2 separate regions of the Capra hircus genome follow, and region 2 is linked to region 1. The links are chromatin contacts, called in public Hi-C maps. All regions are on one chromosome and are shown on one strand. Each heading gives the region's core, a stretch centred on a gene start, on an enhancer-like site or on the middle of the called end of the contact. The rest is flanking DNA. Distances are from core to core; before and after follow the strand shown.

Evidence for each region. A called contact is a pair of places that touch in the nucleus more often than the background predicts.
Region 2: a contact with region 1 is called in a Hi-C map of blood, with 7 times the contacts expected there. The contact joins two enhancer-like sites. A contact is called at or near these places in 3 of 5 Hi-C or Micro-C datasets (all in blood).

What each region holds. Positions count from the first base shown.
Region 1 is chr13:10,877,433-10,882,100 of ARS1.2, forward strand. It overlaps RBM17 (splicing factor 45), which reads left to right. Exons shown (of 12, transcript XM_018056960.1): 4 at 731-897; 5 at 1,708-1,805; 6 at 2,841-2,897; 7 at 4,084-4,225. Among named protein-coding and RNA genes, the nearest start is that of RBM17, 14 kb to the left of the region's middle. Within about 2 kb of position 2,184, at least 1 of the 5 cell types and tissues checked has an H3K27ac peak or open chromatin away from gene starts, as enhancers often do.
Region 2 is chr13:11,136,811-11,141,478 of ARS1.2, forward strand. No RefSeq gene overlaps it. Among named protein-coding and RNA genes, the nearest start is that of TRNAF-GAA, 120 kb to the right of the region's middle. Within about 2 kb of position 2,526, at least 1 of the 5 cell types and tissues checked has an H3K27ac peak or open chromatin away from gene starts, as enhancers often do.

The DNA of each region.
Region 1 (4,668 bases), core at 934-3,433:
AGAACCACGGAGATCAAGACCACCAGCCCAGGGCAAAGCCCCCTTTTCATCTTGGGTTTCTAGAGCACTGTTTGCCTTTTGTTCTTTTTCTCTCAAAGAGCAGTTTGTAAATGTACAAAAGAGAAACGCAAAACCTGACTTGGTGGACTTTAAAAAATGAACCATGTTGTGAAGGGAATTACATGCCCTGTTCAGACTCAGGGTCTGAGATGCAGCGGCCTCGGGAGGCTGTGGACTCCAGAGCATTCAGAGCCCAGGAGGCAGCTTTCTACTTTTCTTTCCTCTTTTTTTTGAGAGTCTTAACATGTCATGTCTCCATGTAATCAAAATCTGAGATTATTATATTAAATGACTGCAAGAACATGTTATTCATGACTTGTTTTGTATTGTAAGTTTTTATATATATAAAAATAGAAGTATTCTATATTTACTCTGAAAAGTCAAATTTATTGCTTAAAATTTTGGGTGATGGCAGCTTTTTTTAAGAAAATGCTGTAGGATGTTTATGGAATTGATCCTGAACTGAGAGGTGAACTCCCGTGCTCTGCTGCTCCTGGGCTGGGCGCCTGAACAGGCCAAGTCTCCTAGCCTCCTCGGGCATCTGCTCCCTCATCTGTGAACAGAAGTGGACAGGTGGTCCTCGGGGCCCAGCATGGTCCTTCACCTTAATTCTGTGAATAAAACTCCAAGACAGAGGGTGATACTTACTTTGGCATTTTCCCTTCCTCAGGACCCTGTTCCCAGCGGGTTTTCTGCAGGAGAAGTTTTGATCCCCTTAGCTGATGAATATGATCCCATGTTTCCTAACGATTATGAGAAAGTAGTGAAGCGCCAAAGAGAGGAGCGACAGAGGCAGCGGGAGCTGGAAAGACAGAAGGAAATAGAAGAGAGAGAGAAGTAAGGCCTCATGCAAGTGTGGGATGGGGTTATGTTTGAAATGTTCATTCAGATGTTACCAGAACTTTAGTGCTGTCTGTGGACTGAGTGGGTTTTGTGGTTGGTCTGAACAGTCCTCAGGAGTCAGACTGTTGTTAAGAGTGTGTGGTTGTTACATCCTATCATGGAAACAAACTCTAGAGCAAGTTCAAGTACACACGCAGAAAACTTAGAACATGCATTTTGAGTGAGTTTTTAGAAAAATAGCTTACAAACTGATGTGGAATAATAGGTTTTGCTTTTTTCCCCCTATGTTCTGACTCTACTAGAGTCATACTGCTTAAAATGCTTAAAATGTTTTTCTCACCTTTTACTATTTTTGAGCCAGATAGAGTTTTTAAGAACTCATAACATCTTTTATGTTTTTTGAAAGTATGGATAACAGATTTATTTGCATTTCTTCTTTTAAAAATGCTGAGTATTAATTTTTAAATGATTATATAAAACATTAATATACTATTTCTCATTATTTATTGACTTATTTCATGAAGTGAAAGCATGCTCTAGAGAATCGAAATTATTTCATTAACTCTTACCTGTGTTGATTCGCTTTAGTGTTGAAAGAGGTAAAATATCAAGGAAACTCTTTTCTTGCTATTTATATGCATATACCTGTTAAATTTGGTCAGTTTATCTTCTGGGTTTTTCTCACTTGTCACATGTTGGCTGCTTTAGTCTTTAATCAGTTGTTTGCATATCCCCGACGCCCCCCTAAAGTCAAGGTGACATCCTTGGGTTCACATCTCTGAATTGTTCCTTCTGTTATCACAGGAGGCGTAAAGACAGACACGAAGCTAGTGGGTTTTCCAGGCGACCCGACCCAGATTCTGATGAGGATGAAGACTATGAGCGAGAGAGGAGGAAAAGAAGTAATGCCTGAGCGCGGGTGTCCTGTTTGAGATGTGCAGTGCTGCCCCTTCCTTCTGCGTTCAGTTTGATAACTAGTTCAGCTGCAGTGGTTTGGGTAGTGTCCTGTCTGGAATCTCGGCAGAAGCCCGCATCTGTGTGGGGTTTCCCTTCGTTGTGTTCACAGATGGTCTCCCTAACATTCACGTTGTGGGCCTTGGAGCACGCCTTAAGCTGCGTGCCTGTGCTCGCCCCTGTCCGTAGCACAGCTGTGCCCGCCTGCTCTCTGTCCATCTGCACTCGGATTCACAGCACTGAGTGGAGAGTCTGTGCTCGTGGTCAGAACCCTTGCCACCCGCGTGCATGGCTGCGCTTCCCTGGACGCTGGCTTCTGGCAGAGTCGCCAGCGGGGCAGGGAGACGGTGTGAGCTCGTGCTCTGTCGGGCCGCCTCCATCTCTGAAGCCTCGCAGGCGGCATTGTCGTGTGAGAGCCAGGTGCTTGGTGACCACTAGATAGCTAAGCACTGTCCATTCTGAGAGAATTCACGTGTGGTTGCCGCCTGTACACTGCTTGTGGGCAATTTCTTTGTGAAACATTTCATGCTGGTGCAGCATGGCTTTGTAATTGGTTTCTTTAATTTACATTGTACCATTTTTTGGAGTGTCTCATTGGTGATTAAGTTATAATGCATATGTTAGGGCTTTTCTCTGGTGGAAAATCCCTGTGTTCCCTGTTCATGTTTCCCCTCTGGTTGTTTGATAGCAGACGGAGCCCGCTTTGGTTTGTTTGTGTCCACCGTTCTCTGTCTAGGAAATGTGAACAAGAATGACAACAGCACAAAGCAGACTGTGACCAGAAGTACCCACACACCCCAGCAGTGACACCTACTTGTGTACTTTTAACCCTGGTTTCCAACACTGAGCTCTTGAGGTGTTAGCGAGAGGGTGGAGTAGTGTGCCTTCCTGCCTCTTCCTTTGGGGTAGGGGTGCGATTCAGGGCCCGGGCTGACTCCTTCCTCCTCACTCAGCCCTCGCTCAGCGGAATGTCTGTTTTGCAGGTATGGGCGGAGCTGCCATTGCGCCTCCCACGTCTCTTGTGGAGAAGGACAAAGAGTGTAAGTACCTGTTTCTTCCCTCTTCTCTTCAGGTACTCGTCTTTAACCCAGTCTTGGGAAGCCTTAGCTGGAATCAGCCAGGCGCCTGGGTGCAGGGAAAAGGCCCCCAAACTCTCCTCACTCTAGCCCTCGGCCAAGAGCACCTTCCACCCCTTATGCTTCAGGAGTTTTTATGCCAGTCTCTAGGGGTTTTCTGCAGCAAGATGCTTTTTTGTTTGTTGTTAAAAATAATTCATTTTGTTTTCTCTAACATTTCATATTTGGAGTTAGGTTAAAACAAATAGTAGCTCAGTTGGCAAGTTTTGTGCTCAGTGATCTCAGTTCAGTTCAGTTGCTCAGTCGTGTCCCACTCTGCAACGCCATGGACTGCAGCACGCCAGGCCTCCCTGTCCATCACCACCTCCCAGAGTTCACTCAAACTGTGTCCATTGAGTCAGTGATGCCCTCCAACCATCTCATCGTCTGTCGTCCCCTTCTCCTCCCACCTTCATTCTTCCCTAGCATCAGGGTCTTTTCCAGTGAGTCAGCTCTTCGCATCAGGTGGCCAAAGTATTGGGGTTTCAGCTTCAACATCAGTCCTTCCAGTGAACACTCAGGACTGATCTCCTCTAGGATGGACTGGCTGGATCTCCTTGCAGTCCAGGGGACGCCCCACAGCTCTGTGATCCAGGAGCTGTTAAATTTGCGACCCTCCACAAGGTGGCAGCGCGTTCCCGAGTTAGGTCCTTCAGTCACAGGGTGTGTGCATTTACTCAGGTTCCCAGAAATCGTCTCCAGGGATCGGCTCTCAGATTGGGGATTGGAACTGGACTTTGATGCATCTTCTAGTTCATTTTCCTGCTCTCTGTGTTGGAGCATGCCGAAACTATCCCGAGAAAACGTAACCATCCCCCGAGTTTTTAAGTACCTATTGCACTATGAATGTTACCTTTTTATTAAGAAGATAATAGAGAAAAAAAAAAGTTAATAATGAAAATACCTGACAAACCATAAACCCCAACTGAAACCAGTCTCTGGGAGTGGAGCCCTAGCATCTGGAGCTCTCTGAGCTTCCTTGCTGATTGTGTTGCACAGCTGGGGTTGCATTTCACTGAACTGGCATGTGGTCCCTGACCTCAGAGACCTTTGTTGTATGCTGGCATAAGGAAGCACAAAAAATAAAATCCTGTTTCCTGTCATCCAACAGTACCCCGAGACTTCCCTTACGAAGAGGATTCACGACCTCGCTCACAGTCTTCCAAAGCTGCTATCCCTCCCCCAGTGTACGAGGAACAAGACAGACCCCGATCCCCAACCGGCCCTGGCAACTCCTTCCTCGCCAACATGGGGTAATGGTCCGGGCACTTGCGCCTCGGCGGGTGCAGGGAGGGTGGGACTCTAGGGGGGCAGGAGTGGTGTGGTCAGACCTTCCAGTGGATGCAGCGCGTTCGGAGATGAGGGCTTTAGCGGGTTTACAAGGAGAGCGTGGCACGCTCAGTCACACGGATCAAGGCTTGAGTCACTGGGATGGTATTGCAGCACCACCCTGTTAAAAAACTTCTGTTAAAAGCTTTCTATCAGAAGTGTTGACTGATTAGGATGCTGAACATTATATTCTCTAGGTAGGAACAGTTTCTGATTGTTATCTAATTTGTTTTCAGAACATTTGCAAATAAATAGCTCATACGAATTAGACCTGACTTACACTATGTCCAAAAGATGAATGACATCCTTTTTTTTCTTGATAAAATGACCTTTGCTTTAAGGTCATCAATCTATTATACTTTTGGTA
Region 2 (4,668 bases), core at 1,276-3,775, 260 kb after region 1:
GGACTTAGCCATACGTATACATGTATCGAGTTGAGCAGTTTCCTGCGCTATACAGAAGGTCCTTGTTGGTTATCCATTTTAAATACAGCAGTGTGTACATGTTGATCCCACACTCACTAAGTATCCCTTCCCCTCATCCTACCCTCCTGGCAATGAATAAATTCATTCTCTAAGCCTGTGAGTCTCTTTCTGTTTTATATGTAAGTTCACTGGTATCATTTCTTTTTAGATTCCACACATAAGGGATGTCATATCATATTTCTCCTTCTCTGTCTGACTGACTTCACTCAGTATGAGACTCTCTAGGTCCATCCGTCTGTGTTGTTGCGAATGGCATGGTTCCATTCTTTTCAATGGCCGAGGAATGTTCCGCTGTATGTGCGCACCACAGCTGCTTTATCCATTCCTCTGTCGATGGGCACAGGGTGCCTCCGTGCCTTTCCTCCTTTCATTTCTTTCTGTGAACCTCTCCTAAGAGCCTCCCTGTGCCAGGCCAGTGCTGCAGCCCATCCTTGCGGTGCTGGCTGTCAGTGTGTTATGCTGAGTATGTTTTTCAGAAGTTGTCCTTTTGTTTCCCCAGTTCCCACTTTTTTTTTTTTTTTTTTTAGCTATCATGACAGGTTTAAATAAACCACTATGATGTCTCCTTAATTCTATCAGTAAGATACATGCAGACTTAATGGAATCCCCATGTAGTAAGACCTTCCAGATCAAGGGACAAAACTTTTAGCAGATATTAGAACTGCCTCATATCAAATAGCTATTGATAGTGATATTATCTCTGCTCTGGAATCTAAATGCTAATATCACACTTGAATGAATAGTTCATTTAAAAAGTTACCTCTAGAGCTCCCAAATCAGTTTCACTTCTTAGCTAAAAACAAGTTTTCTATCCCTAAAAGTTATTAAAAAAATATTTATTTTATTTGTTTGGCTGTTCTGGGTCATAGTTGCAGCATGTGGGATCTAGTTCTCTGACCAGGGGTCAAACCCCAGGCCCCCTGCATTGGGAGGGAGGAGTCTTAGCCATTGGACCACCAGGGAAGTCTCCCTAAAAGTTATTTTTTAAACAACCTTTATTGAACTATAATTCATATAATCACACCATGTACTCTTCTAAATTGCAAAATTCAAACTTGGGGGTGTATTGACAGAGTTGCACAACCATCACCATAATATAATTTTAGGGCATTTTCATAACTCTGGAAAGAATCCCTAAACCTACTTGCTGTCACCCACCCCCTGCCATCCCCCTAATTCCTAGCCTTAGGCCAGTATGTTTTTGGTGTTTAAAAACCATTACCTAACTCCGGGTCATGAAGATTTACTCTCATATTTCTTTCTAAATTTTCTAGTTTAATTTCTTTCATTCAGATCCTTGATCCATTTTTAGTTAATTTTTGTGTATGGTGTGAGGTAGGGAGTTCTGATTAATTCTTTTCCATGTTGGGATATCCAGTGGTTCCCAACGCCAGCTGTTAAAGAGCTCTGTTCTTTCTTCATTGAATTACGTTGACTCCTTTGTTGAAAATGAGTGGCCACTGATGAAAGGCTTATGTCTGAATTCTCCATTCTGCTTTATTGATCTCTGTATATATCTGGATGCTAGTACCACACAGATTTATGATTGTAGCTATGTAGTAAGTTTTGAGATAAGAGAATATGACTCCTCTAGCTTAGTAATTCTTCAAAAAATGAGGCCTGTTTTTAAAGAAAGGGTTGTATGTCTTAAAGTTTGTGAATTCATAGATACTTTTAGAGTCTGAAGGGTTTGAAGATATCAGTTGATGTTCTTTAGTAGAGGTCCACAGCTTTACACGCCTAGCCGTCCAACAGTAAGGATGTGCTCTCTCCTGCATCTGCAACAGCACGTGAGTCGGCTTTTGGCTGGTCTTGGAGACCTTCTTGAAGAACCTTATTTCAGAAGTTGACTTGTTCCACAGACATCTACCTGGCATCTCCCACACATCATGGCATGTGCTAGAAGCTGGGGAGAGAAAAATAAATGGAATGGGGCTCAGTCCCTGAATTCAGTGTGCTCACAGTCTGGCAAAGAAGTGGCCAGACTATCATTGCTGCCTTTCTGGAGACTGTCAACTTAAACTCCTTCACTTTGTAGGTATGAAGAAAAAGCCTAGAGGAAGAGATTTGCATGAAAGCTATGGTGTCCACAAAAGTAAATAACTGTGAACACAGTGCCTTGCACAGAGGCCCTCAAAACATTTGCTCTGATTTGCTTACGAGATGGTGTGAAGCCTGGTGGGGGGTGGGCACAGCTCACCATGGAAGGCTGAGAAAGTGCTCAAGCTCCTTCTGGGGGTGACACTCACTTTTAAAGATTCCTTTGTGCTCACTGCCTGGCCTCGGTCGGGCTATTGACAGTACTCTTGGCAGCTAGCTTTGCCCTGGAGCCTGTTCTTACTCTTTCTTTCTTTCTTGGCCCAGGGCATCTGGAGACAGGTTGAATAAGCACCCTGGAGTTCTGCCAGAGTCACAAGATGAGGAAGGGCAAGGACTCAACAGGAGACAGAGAGCAGGGTGGGGAGGTGTGGGGCATGCAGAGGAAGTTGAGCATCATGTGGTTTCCATGGCTCAGCCCTACTCAGAGGCCAGAATTCATTTAAGCAGTTGAGAGGTCCAAAAGCCTAGCCCTTATCCTCGGGGTTATGTGTTTCCTCCTATCTGGTGGGTTTATCTGGCCATTCCCCCAAACCTACAAACAGAGAGCTCTTGAGGCAGAGCCTTCATTCCTACAGGGCAAGCAGGCAATTATAGGGGCCCCAAGTGCAGTGTGAACTCAGCTGAGACCCAAAGCAAGTCATCAGAGGTGGCCAATGTCTGGTGTAGATGGAAGCTACTGAGTTGATGTCCTGAAAGGGTGGCTAGATTTTGTGTGCTCCCCTCTGCTGCTTACAGAGGAAATGAATTTGAATGTAGTACAAGGTTCGGGGCACATCAGAACTGAAAGAGAAAACAGAGACAAAGTTAAAAGCAACAACTGGAGACAGACCACCTTAGGCGGAATTGCAGCCACGGGTATGGTATTTCTGTGCCCAAATGTCTTCATTCAACACTCCCCAAATCTCTTTCTTTTTCCACAGCACTGTCACTTCTTGGTGTGCATGTAATATATTTATTGATTACATTTATTGGTTACTCTCACCCTCAAAGGGCAGGGGACTTCCCCAGTGGCTCAGTGGAAAAGAATCCAGCTGCAATGCAGGAGCCACAGGAGACATGAGTTCGATCCCTGGGTCTGGAAGATCCCCTGGAGAAGGAAATAGCAACCCACTCCAGTATTCTTGCCTGGGAAAATTCCATGGGCAGAGGAGCCTTGAGGGCTATAGTCCATAGGGTTGCAAAAAGTCAGACACGACTAGAGTGATTAAACACACATAAAGGACACATCATTGTTTTTGTGGGTGTTGTCTTTTGATGTAGTCTCAGACTCTAGAAGACTTGGGACGTGTAGAAGCTACTCATTAAGCATTTGCTGGATATGATTGATCATTGTACCAACCTCAACTGGACTACTATGAAATTAAGGGACTTCATACTGTATTATGTTCAGGGCAGTGCCCACCTCATAGTAAGTGTCAGGCAAGTGGAGTGACCGTGTGTCCCATGTCCCCTTGGCCCAGGACAGACCTGCCTTAGTTCTGTTTCCTGGAGTGGTCACTAATAGTGCTCCCTTTCAGAAGAAGAAGAAGAAGAAGAAGAAGAAGAAGAAGAAGAAGAAGAGACCTAGATGTTAAGTGGTATAGTTTACCTGCATATAAGTGTATTTACTTTTTCAAATAAGAAATTAAAATTATGTACTGTTTACCAGGTGCCATGTTAGATGCTAAGAGGAGCAGCCCTAGTTCCTTCCCTTCTATTATAGAACTTACGGTCTGCAGACTCTCCCTGGGGCCCTTTAAGAACAGGATTAAGTAGACAACTCACGGCTGGAGCACATGGGTCATAGTAATAATTGGATCTATATCCAGGTAGTTCTTTGTTGTTTTGTGAATGAAGTTTTCCTTTTATCAGTTTTTACAGCAAAAAACCAAGGCAGAAACAATGTCTCTCACCCTTTTGATGAAAAACTGGATTTCTAAGAAGACAAATAACTCAGTGAGGGTTGCGTAACTAGAGAGAGCTGGCCCCAAACTCTGGGTCCTACATGTTCTCTCCTGCCACTACGCAGCGGCCGCTGAGGGGGTCGACCAGATGACCTCACAGCCTTTCGTGATACAGATGCAGCAATTCTGATTGCCCTGTGGTATGCCGCTTTCTTCTTATTGATGTCTAAAAATGTATAGATTATACTTCAGTCCCTGGGTCAGAAAGATCCCCTGGACAAGGAAATGGCTACCCACTCCAGTATTCTTGTCTGGAAAATTCCATAGACAGGAGCCTGGTGGGCTATAGTCAATGGGGTTGCAAAGAGTTGGACATGACTGAGCAATTAACACACGCACACGTGCTGACTAAAGGTGGGGTTCATGTTTCAAATTAAGGGGAAGGCAGAACTGACCTTTCTGACTTATAATCTTGCCTGGCCTGTGAAATAAATCCATCCCCTGATTAAGCCTGACAGCACTGTGTGTGGTGGCTATAACTGCAGCTTTTCTTGTTTCTCTGTCTCCCTCTAGAGACTCAAGTCCAGAATTACGATCTATATTA